2 separate regions of the Mus musculus genome follow, and region 2 is linked to region 1. A link is a contact called in public HiChIP or PLAC-seq data. All regions are on one chromosome and are shown on one strand. Each heading gives the region's core, a stretch centred on a gene start, on an enhancer-like site or on the middle of the called end of the contact. The rest is flanking DNA. Distances are from core to core; before and after follow the strand shown. Region 1 overlaps Snapc3 (small nuclear RNA activating complex, polypeptide 3). Region 2 holds the start of Ccdc171 (coiled-coil domain containing 171).

Region 1 (6,792 bases), core at 3,351-5,850:
GACAACACATCCCTCACTTGGGTGTGTTACTTAGGCCTATTTACCAAGTGACTCGGAAAGCTGCTAGCTTTGTGTGGGGCCTGGAACAGGAGAAGGCCCTTCAACAGGTCCAGGCTGCTGTGCAGGCTGCTCTACCACTTGGACCATATGACCCAGCAGATCCGATGGTACTTGAGGTGTCTGTGGCTGATAGAGATGCTGTTTGGAGCCTCTGGCAGGCCCCTGTAGGTGAATCACAGAAAAGACCTTTGGGATTTTGGAGCAAAGCTCTGCCATCATCTGCAGACAACTATTCTCCCTTTGAAAAACAGCTCTTGGCCTGCTATTGGGCCTTAGTGGAAACTGAACGTCTGACAATAGGACACCAAGTCACTATGCGACCTGAACTACCCATCATGAGCTGGGTACTATCAGACCCTGCAAGTCATAAAGTGGGACGCGCACAGCAGCAGTCTATTATCAAATGGAAGTGGTATATACGTGATCGGGCCAGAGCAGGTCCTGAAGGCACAAGCAAGTTACATGAAGAAGTTGCTCAAATGCCTATGGTTTCTACTCCTGTTACAATGCCATCTGCTGCCAAGCATGCACCTATAGCCTCATGGGGTGTTCCCTATGATCAACTGACCGAAGAGGAGAAGACTAGAGCCTGGTTTACTGATGGCTCTGCACGTTATGCAGGCACCACCCAGAAGTGGACAGCTGCAGCATTACAACCCCTTTCTGGGACAACCTTGAAAGACACAGGTGAAGGGAAATCTTCACAGTGGGCAGAACTTCGGGCAGTACACATGGTATTACAGTTTGTTTGTAAGAAGAAGTGGCCAGATGTACGATTATTCACTGACTCATGGGCTGTAGCCAATGGATTGGCTGGATGGTCAGGGACTTGGAAAGATCACAATTGGAAAATTGGTGAGAAAGACATCTGGGGAAGAAGTATGTGGATAGATCTCTCAAAATGGGCAAAGGATGTGAAGATATTTGTGTCCCATGTAAATGCTCACCAAAAGGTGACTTCAGCCGAGGAGGAGTTCAATAATCAAGTAGATAAGATGACCCGTTCTGTGGACAGTCAGCCTCTCTCCCCAGCCATCCCTGTCATTGCTCAATGGGCACATGAACAAAGTGGCCATGGTGGTCGAGATGGAGGTTATGCTTGGGCTCAGCAACATGGGCTTCCACTCACCAAGGCTGACCTGGCTACAGCTGCTGCTGATTGCCAGATCTGCCAACAGCAGAAACCAACACTGAGCCCCAGATATGGCACCATTCCTCGAGGTGACCAGCCAGCAACCTGGTGGCAGGTTGACTACATTGGACCACTTCCTTCGTGGAAAGGACAGCGTTTTGTTCTTACTGGAGTAGATACTTATTCTGGTTATGGATTTGCCTTTCCTGCACGTAATGCCTCTGCTAAAACCACCATTCACGGACTGACAGAATGCCTCATCTATCGTCATGGTATTCCACACAGTATTGCTTCTGACCAAGGAACTCATTTCACAGCCAGAGAAGTACGACAGTGGGCTCACGATCATGGAATTCACTGGTCTTACCACATTCCCCATCATCCTGAAGCAGCTGGGCTGATAGAAAGATGGAATGGCCTTTTGAAGACGCAGTTACAGCGCCAATTAGGTGGTAACAGCTTGGAAGGCTGGGGCAGAGTTCTTCAGAAGGCAGTATATGCTTTGAATCAGCGCTCGATATATGGTACAGTTTCACCCATAGCCAGGATTCATGGGTCCAGGAATCAAGGGGTGGAAAACGGAATAGTTCCACTTACTATCACTCCTAGTGACCCTCTAGGAAAATTTTTGCTTCCTGTCCCCATAACTCTAGGTTCTGCTGGCTTAGAAGTTTTGGCTCCAGAGAGGGGAGTGCTCCTACCAGGAGCTACAACAAACATTTCATTGAACTGGAAGCTCAGACTTCCCCCTGGTCATTTTGGGCTTCTAATGCCCTTAAACCAACAGGCTAAAAAAGGAATAACAGTGTTAGGAGGGGTGATAGATCCAGATTACCATGGGGAAATTGGATTACCTCTTCACAATGGTGGTAAGCAAGATTATGTCTGGAGTGTAGGAGATCCCTTAGGGCGTCTCTTAGTACTACCATGTCCTGTGATTAAAGTCAATGGGAAACTACAACAGCCTAATCCAAGCAGGATGACAAAGGACGCAGACCCATCAGGAATGAAGGTATGGGTCAATCCTCCAGGAAAAGAGCCAAGACCTGCTGAGGTGCTGGCTGAAGGTGAAGGAAATACAGAATGGGTAGTAGAGGAAGGTAGTTATAAATACCAATTAAGGCCACGTAACCAGTTGCAGAAACGAGGATTATAAAGTAATATGAATGCCCATTGTAAATTTACTAATGCGTTTGCGATTGTACGAGGGATAGTTATATCATGTTAGGCGTATTTACAACCTTGTTATTGTTTCATGTGAACATGAGATATTATTTGTGTCAAGTTGACAAGGGGTGGATTGTAGTGGCTATTCCTGGTTGTCAACTTGACAATATTTGGAATGAACTACAATCCGGAATTGGAAGGCTCACCAGTGACCCTTATCTGGAGGCTTGGAGATCCTTATCTGGATCTTGGTTTGAAGATCTTGAGCCATAGTGGCTATGGATTCCAGAAGATTGAATCTCCGAGTTAAGGAACACACCTTTAATCTGGGCTATGCCTTTCATCTGGGATTAAAGGTGTGGTGGAACACACCTTTAATCTGGGCTACACCTTTTGCTGGAGACAATATAAGGACATTGGAAGAAGGGAGTCTAGCTCGAGCTCTTGCTCCTTCGCCTGCTTGCTGCGTGAGACTGAGTAACTGCTAGATCCTTGGACTTCCATTCACAGCTGCGACTGAACAATTGTTGGGAATTGGGCTGCCGACTGTAAGTCATCAATAAATTCCTTTACTATTTAGAGACTATTCATAAGTTCTGTGACTCTAGAGAACCCTGACTAATACACCATCTTCTGCTTCCCAAGTGCTGGAATTAAAGGTGTGCACCACTGCCATCCAGTACCAGAATTAGAATCTGAAGCTAAGAAATAACACTCTAATCTCGGTACATGTTAAAGTTTTTGCTTAAAAACAAAACAAACCTGTTGACCTGTTGTCAAAAAAAATGTGGCACTGTTCTACACTTTGTGTTCACACTAAAGTGGCACACATCCTACAGCCTTCCAAAACCTGGTGCTTACTGAGAGATAATAGATCAATGGGGCAGACAGATCTTTGCTTACATAGTGACAAGACTTTAAAGGAACCAGGCATGGTGGTTTAATGCCTTTAATCCAGCAGTTGGGAAGGAGGCAGAGGCAGGAGGATCTCGAATCGAAGTCCAGCCTGGCCTACAGAGTGAGTCCCATGGCAGCCAGCGCTGTGTGTAATGAGACCCTGTTTTAAACACAGACACACAGTATCCCAAGAATAAAAAAGAGCTGCTACACAGGTGAAAAGTGTGGTGTCTAATCCCCCTACACACCCCCTCCCTGGGGGAGGAACATCTTTTTCTCTGGGAATTTGAGTATCTGTGTGTGCTGTGGCATGTGAGCAGAGAAAGCTGGTGTGTGTGTGTGGGGGGGGGGGGGCGTCTTCCAGTGTCATCAGGTTTGATGACTACTGGTTTCAATTTCACTGCTTCTGCTCCAAATGTTTATTAACCACTATGATAACCCTTCTAGATGGCAACCATGCATTTAATTAGTAGGCCAGATTGTATGTGACTGCACACAACCTTTTCTTTCTGTTCAAGTTCTAATAACAATGCTCTATACTTGCCCTTCCCCCAAACAGAACTATTATAGAGTGGTCAGAGTCCCATGATCGAGGATATGGAAAATTTCAGACTGCTAGAATGGAAGATTTCACATTTAATGACTTGCATATTAAACTTGGCTTTCCTTACTTATACTGTCACCAGGGAGACTGTGAGCATGTTGTTGTCATCACAGACATAAGGTACGTGACATCATTCAGAATATTTTACCTTGAAGATGTCTTTTTAATAAAAGTGAGTTGGGGGGAGGAGGAGGATAGCTGCATGCGCTGGCTGGAGTGGAGAGGCCAGGGGACTATGCGGAAGCCTCGCCTGGCCTGGCCCCATGTGGTCCTGACAGTGAGCTCAAGTAATCACACTTGTCAGCATCTACTTTTCTGTCTCTCTAACAGTGCAAAAGTGTAATTTACCAGCGTGGTTCACAAATGTATACTTTCTATGCAGCTGGAAATGGGAGACAAATTTTTAAGGAAAACTTACACTAGACATGCTAGTGTGGGCCTATAATCCCAACACTTGGGAAGCAGAGGCAGGCTGATTTCTGTGAATTGTAGGCCAGCCTGGTCTATGTATCATGTTCCAAGTCAGGCAGAACTACATAAGAGAGAGGATTGAAATCCTATAATTTTTAAGTTTCTCAATTTAATCGAAAGCTTAGTCCTTCTATAGTGGGAAGTTGAATAACCAATTTTCAAACAATTGAGTAGTTTAGAATTGAAGGGCTGAGGAAATGGCGCACACACACAGGCATGTAGAGAATCTTGTGCACCTACCCCAGACCAGACACAGAGAGCCCAGAGAGCATTCCACAAACAGCACTGCTGTGTTAAACTCTGATGGTGGAATACATTCAAAAACAAAACACTATATGCAGGAATTCTTAGAATGTCACAGCATGGTAACAAAGGGAATTGAGAAATCAGCTCTGTATTCATTCTGAAAAGCTCTCTGGGCAAAGTGTTCAGTGATGCAGGTGATTGCCTGTTAGTCAGCAAGCTAGACAAGGCCTCTGCGACTAAGCTACAGCCCCAGCAGTGGGTATTCTGTAAGATACTGCCTGCGTAAATGACAGGTCAGCCATGTTGCAGTAATGTTGCTGGAGAGCAGGTCGAGGTGCATTTCAGCATCTTCATGTGTTTTCCTCATCAAAGGCTTGTGCACCATGACGACTGCTTGGATAGAACACTGTATCCCCTTCTTACCAAGAAGCACTGGCTGTGGACCAGAAAATGTTTTGTCTGTAAGATGTATACAGCTAGGTGAGTGACGCTTTTTTCCTTCTAAACACCCTGGTTTTCACAGTAATTTAGTACTCTGGAGGTCTGTAGATTTAGCCGTCATGGTTTTATCTCCTAGAGTCAGTGTTGCAGTCAGTGCAGTTTGCTTAAAGTTAGCATATTGTTTTGTACAGACTTGAACCCAGAGCCAGCTGCCTGCTGGTGAGCACATGCACACTAGGTTATACAGGGAAACACACAGGAAGTGCAGAACAGACTTGGCGGCTGTAAGGAGCCGTGCTTCTTGCCTGTCATTACAAAATCACTTTTATCTCAGTTTTCAATACAGAAATAACCAGCATATATATAAAGCCAATTAGAAATTAGGTTTTCTGTTTTGATCAGTCACTGTGACACAGATCTGGGAGGCAGGAGGAGTTTGAATGTAATGGACAACAGGATACAAAGTGAAAAGCTGGAGCATAGGACATGGTAGAAGGCTCACATGTGCAGGGGGCATGTGCAGAAGGCATGTGCAGGCTCTTTAGTCAGTCTTGACTAAAGACTCAGCCCCTTTAAAAAGGTCAGGTCTCATGTAGCCTGAGCTGACTGTCCTCCTCAAACCTTGAATTTCTGCCTTCCCCTGCTGATTCTTATTATTAATCAGAGCCCAGAAGTTTGGAAACTACTCAGAAATAGTTGAGTATCTTCAGTTGGCTTTGAGTTCCATATCATAGTATTTATCTAAAGGATTAGGAAAATAGAAATGATACCAAAATGAAAATCCAGAAATTGGTTCAGATTTTCAGAAAAGACTAAAATAAGAGAAACTTACTAAAGATTGTGATTTCATGTGACCAGTGACATCCGAATGTATGAAACAATCTCAGGTGAATAGGATAGCCCAAACTGCCATGATTTTATCCTCAAACTCAATTAAAATGCCTGCATTTCCAAACTGACCAGTCTTGGCTAAATTAAGAATGATACACAGTATCATGGCCCCTGTGCAGGGATGTCTGTTTCATTGGCACAATAAGGTGAGATGTAGCCTTGAATCATCCGCTACGTTGTAAAATAACTGGAAGAGCATGGACATGGTCACTATATAAAGAATTCTATACACTATATTCTCTCTACATATATATACTCTATACTAACAAATATGTGTAAGTTTGCCTCATTTTAAAGTATCTGGGTACATGGGCACGTGCTTATAACCCCAACAAGTGGGGCAAGAGGACCGTGATCTTAAGGCAACTCTGGATCACATCACTAAGTTAAGGAAGGCCGTTGGGGTCTGGAGCAAGGAAGCGAGGGAGAACTTAAAGGACAGTTTTTCGGGCACTTTAGTGTGTGTGGAGCTTTCTAACAGGTCATTTCCTTATCTTAAGGAGGAATCTCAGGTCAGTGTGCAGCATTTCTTGTTGGTGTCCCTACTGTGTCTGCTGAGGAGGTAGTGAGAATGTTCTTTATGTACTGGTGTAGGACAGTGGTTCTCAAGCTCCCTAGTGCTGTGAAACTTTGATAGAGTTCTTCAGGTGGTGGTGACTCCCAGCTATAAATTTTTGTTGTTGTTGCTAACTCACAACTGCAATTTGGCTACTGATTGTGAGTCATAATGTAAATATCTGATCTGCAAGAGAACTTGTTATAACTGCTATGTGACCCCTATGAAAGACAACCACTATTAGAAAACACTAATCATAGAATGTTGAAGCATTAAAAAAAATGCTATAATATACTTTTTCGTTTTTTTTTACACTACAGATGGGTG
Region 2 (6,250 bases), core at 3,509-6,008, 75 kb after region 1:
CCCCTGCCTCCTGAATGTGGAATTAAAGGTGTGTGATACCATTACCCTGCCCAAACTTTCTTTCTTTTTTTAAAAAGGAGGATCTTCTGTTATTATTATTATGATGTGTATAACTACATGGTAGTTGTCTTTAGACACACAGAAAGGGCATTAGACCCCATTACAGATGGTTGTGAGCCACCATGTGGTTGCTGGGAATTGAACTCAGGACCTCTGGAAGAGCAGTCAGTGCTCTTAACCACTGAGCCATCTCTCCAGCCCCCAAACTTTCTTACTATTGAGTTTTAAGTGTTCTTTTTATATTTTGGGATACTAAAGACTTAACTTGGTTTTCTGTAAAACCATTTTAAAAATCACTAGCTACGCTAGGTGTGGCGGCGTATGCCTTTAATTCCAGCACTCGGGAGGCAGAGGCAGGCAGATTTCTGAGTTCGAGGCCAGCCTGGTCTACAAAGTGAGCTCCAGGACAGCCAGGGCTACACAGAGAAACCCTGTCTCAAAAAACAAACAAACAAAAAAATCACTAGCTACTACCAAAACAAATGGTAAAGATATATTGCATTTGTAGGAGTTACGTATCAGTGGCTGGGAAAAAAATACTCGGCTAAGGGAAGCTTATGAAAGGAGATTACTTGGCAATATGTGGTAGGCATGGTGGAAGGAGTTCACATCCTCAACTGCAAGTGCAAAGCAGATTGGAAGGGCAGGCTTGAAGCACTCAAAGCCCTCCCACAGTGGGGCACTTCCTTCAGCAAGGCCTCACCTTCTAAGCATCCCCAAACAGTGCTATCACCTGAGGACCAAGTGCGTATGAAACCCTAGAGAGGACATGTCTCAGTTAAGACGCCACAGCACTGTTCAAAGAGTGGAATAAGTCATGTGTGGAGACACAGGCCTTTAATCTTAACCACAGCACTCAGCAGGCAGAGGCAGGTGTAGCTCTGTGAGTTCGAGGCCAGCCTGGGCTACATAGTGAGTCAGGACAGCCAGGGCTCCATAGAGAGATCCTGTCTCAAAACAACATGAAAAAATAAAAAAGGAAAGAAAATTGGAGTAAATGTGGAGTTGCTTAGCATATAGCTAGGCACATTGCATATGGTTTATAATGTTACCTATATTTAAAACCTTCATATTAAACTGTGTGTGTTAAGACTTCATCTAAGCCTATGCGTACATCTCTTCATGGCTATCCCCAGTTGCATGTTTTCTATTGCCAGTATGAATGAGAAGGAAGCTCTACTGTAGACCTGGAGGAAGCATTGCTGGAAAGGCAACATTTATTGCTGGAAGCTGATAAATGGCCTTTGATTGACACAGGAGAAGTTTGAGTGTTATCCTGTAAGCAACGTGGTGACAGCCAGAATTAATCAAGACAGCTACACAGTCAAGAGCTATGCTTCATAAAGGAAATTTCTGTTAGAGCATATGGAGGGAACAAAGAGCCAGAGCCACCCAGAGCAACAATTATGCCAAAGCTTTTCCTTTCTAAGACCTGATACCAAACACCATCCTAACGAAGCACCTGGTGCCCGAGGTTACAGAGGGGTCACGGGGAGTGAACGGGGCTTAGCCCTGGGGCTCACACAGGGAAATCTGCTTGACAGGGCAGAACCATGCATGTGCCTCTAGGCCTCCTTTTGATTTTTTCCCTATTTTTCCATCCTTAAATCTTATAGTTGTCAATTTAAAAATGCCCTGAGTGTTAATTGCTAAGTGCACAGGACAAGGGAATGAATGACTGATTACAAGTGTTTGGGTAGGAAGAAACAGGCACCAGACCCAGCTTTCAGCAGCAGGCACAGAGAGAAGACAGAAGGCAGAGAGGAAGACAGAATTTTTGAATGTAGGATCTGAGATCTTGAAGAAAAAGAAAAAAAGATAATTCTGTATGTCTTTTTTTTTTCCTGTTTGTTTTTTTGTTTTTGCCTGAGAGTTTAAGCTTTATGAACAGGCAGAGGAGTAGTTTGGGCAATTCATGATAAACTGAGAAAGTTAAGTTTTAGATATTTTGATGTCAATACTACCAGCTAAGAATGGCATTGTGGCACAAGCCTGTAAGCCAGGCACTGGGATGCTAAGGCACGATGATCACCAGGCCAGCTCGGGCTGTGTAGCAAGACCCTGCCTAAAACAGGGACAGAAACAAACCTCAGGACCACCACTATTACCACAGCACAACACTGTGGGGCAGTAAAGCAGAACTGTTGAAATAAGAACTAAAAATTCAAACTCAGATATAAACAATCAAAGTTCAGGATCTTAGCATTCACTTCCACAGGGCCAAATAAGCTTGTCAGGTACCAAGTGAAGGCTGAGGGCACTTTACTGGCAGTAAGATGGTGAGAGGCGAGAAAGTATTTATTTATTTATTTATTTATTTATTTTTTGGTTTCTTGAGACAGGGTTTCTCTGCATAGCCCTGGCTGTCCTGGAACTCACTTTGTAGACCAGGCTGGCCTCGAACTCAGAAATCCGCCTGCCTCTGCCTCCCGAGTGCTGGGATTAAAGGCGTGTGCCACCACGCCGGGCCTGAGAAAGTATTTATTGATCCTCATAAATGTGGGAGAGAAATCTGAGGCGGCTCAGAAAACCAAGGGGTCTTGGATTTGGTGATGATGTCTTTATTGAGGTTGTAAGCTTCTTTGAGGGAGTGGTGGGGTTGGATCTACTTGTCTCTCCGATGGGCTGGGAGAAAGGAGGGGGCTGAGGTGACCAGGAAAGACAACCAGAAGTGGGTTAGAGAGCGTCTCACTATAGATAGCCTTTACCCAAACAGGGGACCAAGGAAAACGAACCTGTAACCACCAGGGAAAAAGAGAAACCCTCTAAGGACTCCGAGGTGATCGGATTTATTGTGTAATTACTATAATTTTCATTAGCCTTGTTGCTAATATGACCTGAAAGGCTCTCTGTGATCTGAGCTGAGCATATTTCTCTAGCAGATCTTTCATATTTTTCTCCCCTGCACCCAAAGTTTCTATTTTGTCAAAAGTCTCATGCTTTTTTTTTCCTGTCCCAATTCGTTGTTACTTTGGTGAATCTATTACTCTACTTTCTTACACTAGACTTTACATGCTCCACAAATCGCTTCCCTGTACTCAAGGTTGACGAGCAGATCTTTTCTCTGATCCCTGTGGCATTTGTACTTTATAGCTGGTATTTTTATTACCTAGCTCCATGCTGGGCACATGTGCTGTACTCTACGCATGCTAAAGACAGAGTAAATGAACTTTGTAAGGATTCATGTCAAGCAGCTTTTCTTTAAAAAGTGTACAATGTAATAGATCAGTTATGTTTGCAATGTAACACTCCCTTCTGTGATGTTCCTAAAACACGATGAGCTGATGTGTGTGTGTGGCCCATGATTTGTAACCCCAGTGTTCCGGAGGCTATGGCAGGGGATCCAGAATTTGGGGCCTGATTGGGCTACATAGGGAATTAAAAAACCCCACCCAGACAAAACCAAGAAAGCAAAACAACAACAAAATCACTTCCCTCCAAACAAAAATCTTTCAAATAACAAAACTAAGCCGTATACAATTTAAAAAAAAACTCTCATCTTCCAGGACTGTCAGGCCACACAGAGAAACCCATGGTGGTGGTGAATGTAATCTTATTTATTGTAATTCTCCATTTGATTCCTAAGTAGAGAGGGCTACTTTTGTTTCCTTCAGTTTGTTTTCGAAGCAGTTATCTCTTCTGGCTAAAGCCTTAAGAAGCAAGGAAAACCTTTTAAAAACCAAACAACTGACCTCAAACCAATTAAAGTTTCTCAGCAGTGCAAGAACCAAAGTTTTAATCTATTTGCTCTTAGGACTGTTAACTTTCCAGAGCGAGAGCAGGCGAGAACCCCAACACCTGGTTCAGGCTGATTACAACCAACCCCGGACAAGTTTAGCATAAAAGGCTCATTTTGTATGAACACTTGTGGAAAGAAGGTAGTGGCGGCAGGGATAAAAACCTTTCATCAAAATCCTGCCATTTCGCATTGTTCTTTAGGGAATAGGCTTTCAAAAGCCAAGGAACAAAAGAGGATTTGCTTTTCCAATCCTCTGAAGCGGCTACAGGGCGAACCAAAGCTCTTTATAAATTGTGGGCGAGGAGGGGGAGGGGCTGAAATCTAGCAGAGATGGAGCTCAAGGCGAGGCTCCAAGGCCTTATTTGCCAATGAATCCGGTTCTGCATTATTTGTAATCAAAGACGCTCAGCAGCATCAGAGCACCGACCTACATTCTATCCACCCAAGCCAAAATACAAAAGAAATCGATGGGAGGAGGAGACTGCAGGAGGAGGGCGCTGAGAGTCTGCCACCTGTGCCGAAGCCCAGGCACTCTCCCTGGGGACCCTGGCATCGGCCGCGGTCCTAGCGGGTTTCTCGGGCCGAGAGCCAGCTAAGAAGACGTTTACAGAGCAGGAACAGGCTGCTGCCCTTTTCCGAGGCTGGAAATGTGCACGCCACTCGGTTGCGGGAGTTCTGAAACAAGGAGAAGGCACAGCATGCCGGCGCTGGAGCGCGCATGGGGTGGAACGCGGCCCCGAGCCACCCGTGTGCTTTGCGCACGCGTACCCCACCCCTGGCGCATGCGCAATATACCCCGCCTGCCGCGGGAGCGCGCGCGGTTGCGGGCCGGCGCTTCTCTTCCAGCGCGAGCCCGCGTTCTCTGAGTACGCGCGTATCCTGGAGCTGGGGCTCGGGCGGCGGGCGGGACGCTGGGGACGCGGAGGCGAGGGGCGGGCCTGCCGGGGCGGGGCCAGGGAGGCGGAGAAAGTCGCGGCTGCCCAGAGCCTCGTCGCGTGTTCCGGGCCCCCGGAAGTGGCCGTTGTAAACTTCACCTCGTAGACTTTCTCCATCCTGGCCCTAGAGTCCATCGGCTTTCCCCAGTTGTCACTCTTTCTCCTGAGAGTTGCCTGACCTCCCACTCACCCCGAGACCTGAAGCTGCCTGGGGGTCGTGGGTGTGCAGGCTGGACCACGCGAGTCCGAGGTAACTGCGGGCTGTGGGTGCAATGGTGACTGGCGCCCGGGACCGGGAGGTGCTGAGAGGAGACTGGGCTTGCAGAGAGGACCCGGCTGAGGGCTGCTAGCTGGTGCTGACACGCCTCCAGCTCAGCCTCCAGCCTCCAGCCTCCAGCTCAATGGCCAGGGCTCTCCGCCCACCTTGAGGAAGCCGAGCATCTTCGCTGTACTCCGAGGACCGGTGGGGACTAGAGTCCTCGGAGCTCTTTGGGATCAGTACCCAAGGATCACTTTTTTTTTTTTCGTGTTTTACCTTCATTTTATTTAAATGCCTACCACACTTTAGGCACCCTACAAACGTTTGATAAGCAAAACAATGAGTTATGCAACTTCTGCCTACCACCCACCTTGGGACTTAGAAAAGTCAGCTGTGAGTTTAAAGCTGAATTTTGCGTACAAGCACACACCCCCCCCCCTTTGACTTTTTAATCATTTACGATATTCATATTAATCAAATACATAACTTAGAGACGATATCAAACAGCTTCTAAGATTTTGCACGTTGATGTTTTATACTTTTCCTAGTATTGGAGAAATGAAACTACCGTTTTGTTATTTGTATTTATCAGTGCTTAGTAACGACCAAACTGTGATAGAGCCGGAAATGCAATCCTTTCCAGTTAAAGGCAGAGGAATGCAGGCAGTGCAGCGGGATTCTAGGGAAAGTGAAGGCGGCTGTTTTAGCTTGGAGCTTGTGTGTAAATCCTGGCTCAGCCATTTATTAGCTGTGACAGGCAAATCACCTGTCGCCTGGACCTTAGGTTCTTTATGTCAAATAAGCAGAGTGGGCTTAGTCTTTCAGGCTCCGTTTACTTTTTGTTTGTTTGAGTTTCTTTGTCTTAGGCGTGTTTTATGGACAGAATCACACATCTCCTTCACCTCTCTTCTTTTTTCAGAGATGGGATGAAAGGTGGTTGAGACTGAACAAGAATCATGGGCACAAAAGTGTTCTGCTATTTGAGCTGCACTCAGCTCTGAAGTGCCCCCTTGCCAAATGAACCGTGTAACTGCTGATAGTCCCACACAGGTGTCACGACTAATGAATGCAAAGCTGCATAGACAAAAAAAAAAAAAAAAAAAAAGTGGATTTAGTGTTAGGGAATCAAGCCCTTTCCTCTCGATGAGTAAAGAAAAAAAAAAATAGCATTTGGTTAGACACCCAAACTGAGAAGGTAGTGGAAGTGCTGTGACACAGGTTGCATTCCTTTCATCTTTAAACAAGAGCGGAAAGGGT

The links. HiChIP or PLAC-seq counts read pairs in DNA pulled down with a chosen protein or histone mark.
Region 2: a contact with region 1 is called in an H3K27ac HiChIP or PLAC-seq map of embryonic stem cells, with 19 read pairs. The contact joins the promoter of Ccdc171 here to the enhancer-like site in region 1. A contact is called at or near these places in 1 of 15 datasets of contacts at CTCF or cohesin (the NIH/3T3 cell line), 3 of 115 datasets of contacts at active chromatin or transcription factors (the SCID.adh cell line and embryonic stem cells) and 4 of 9 other capture datasets (adipose tissue, embryonic stem cells, liver and 1 more).

Annotation. Positions count from the first base shown.
Region 1 is chr4:83,446,256-83,453,047 of GRCm38.p6, forward strand. It overlaps Snapc3 (small nuclear RNA activating complex, polypeptide 3), which reads left to right. Exons shown (of 9, transcript NM_029949.4): 7 at 3,816-3,980; 8 at 4,950-5,057; 9 at 6,786-6,792. Among named protein-coding and RNA genes, the nearest start is that of Snapc3, 32 kb to the left of the region's middle. Within about 2 kb of position 4,601, at least 10 of the 459 cell types and tissues checked have an H3K27ac peak or open chromatin away from gene starts, as enhancers often do. A contact at or near this core is called in embryonic stem cells, where this site is marked.
Region 2 is chr4:83,520,787-83,527,036 of GRCm38.p6, forward strand. It overlaps Ccdc171 (coiled-coil domain containing 171), which reads left to right and starts at 4,759. Exons shown (of 26, transcript NM_001355378.1): 1 at 4,759-4,984.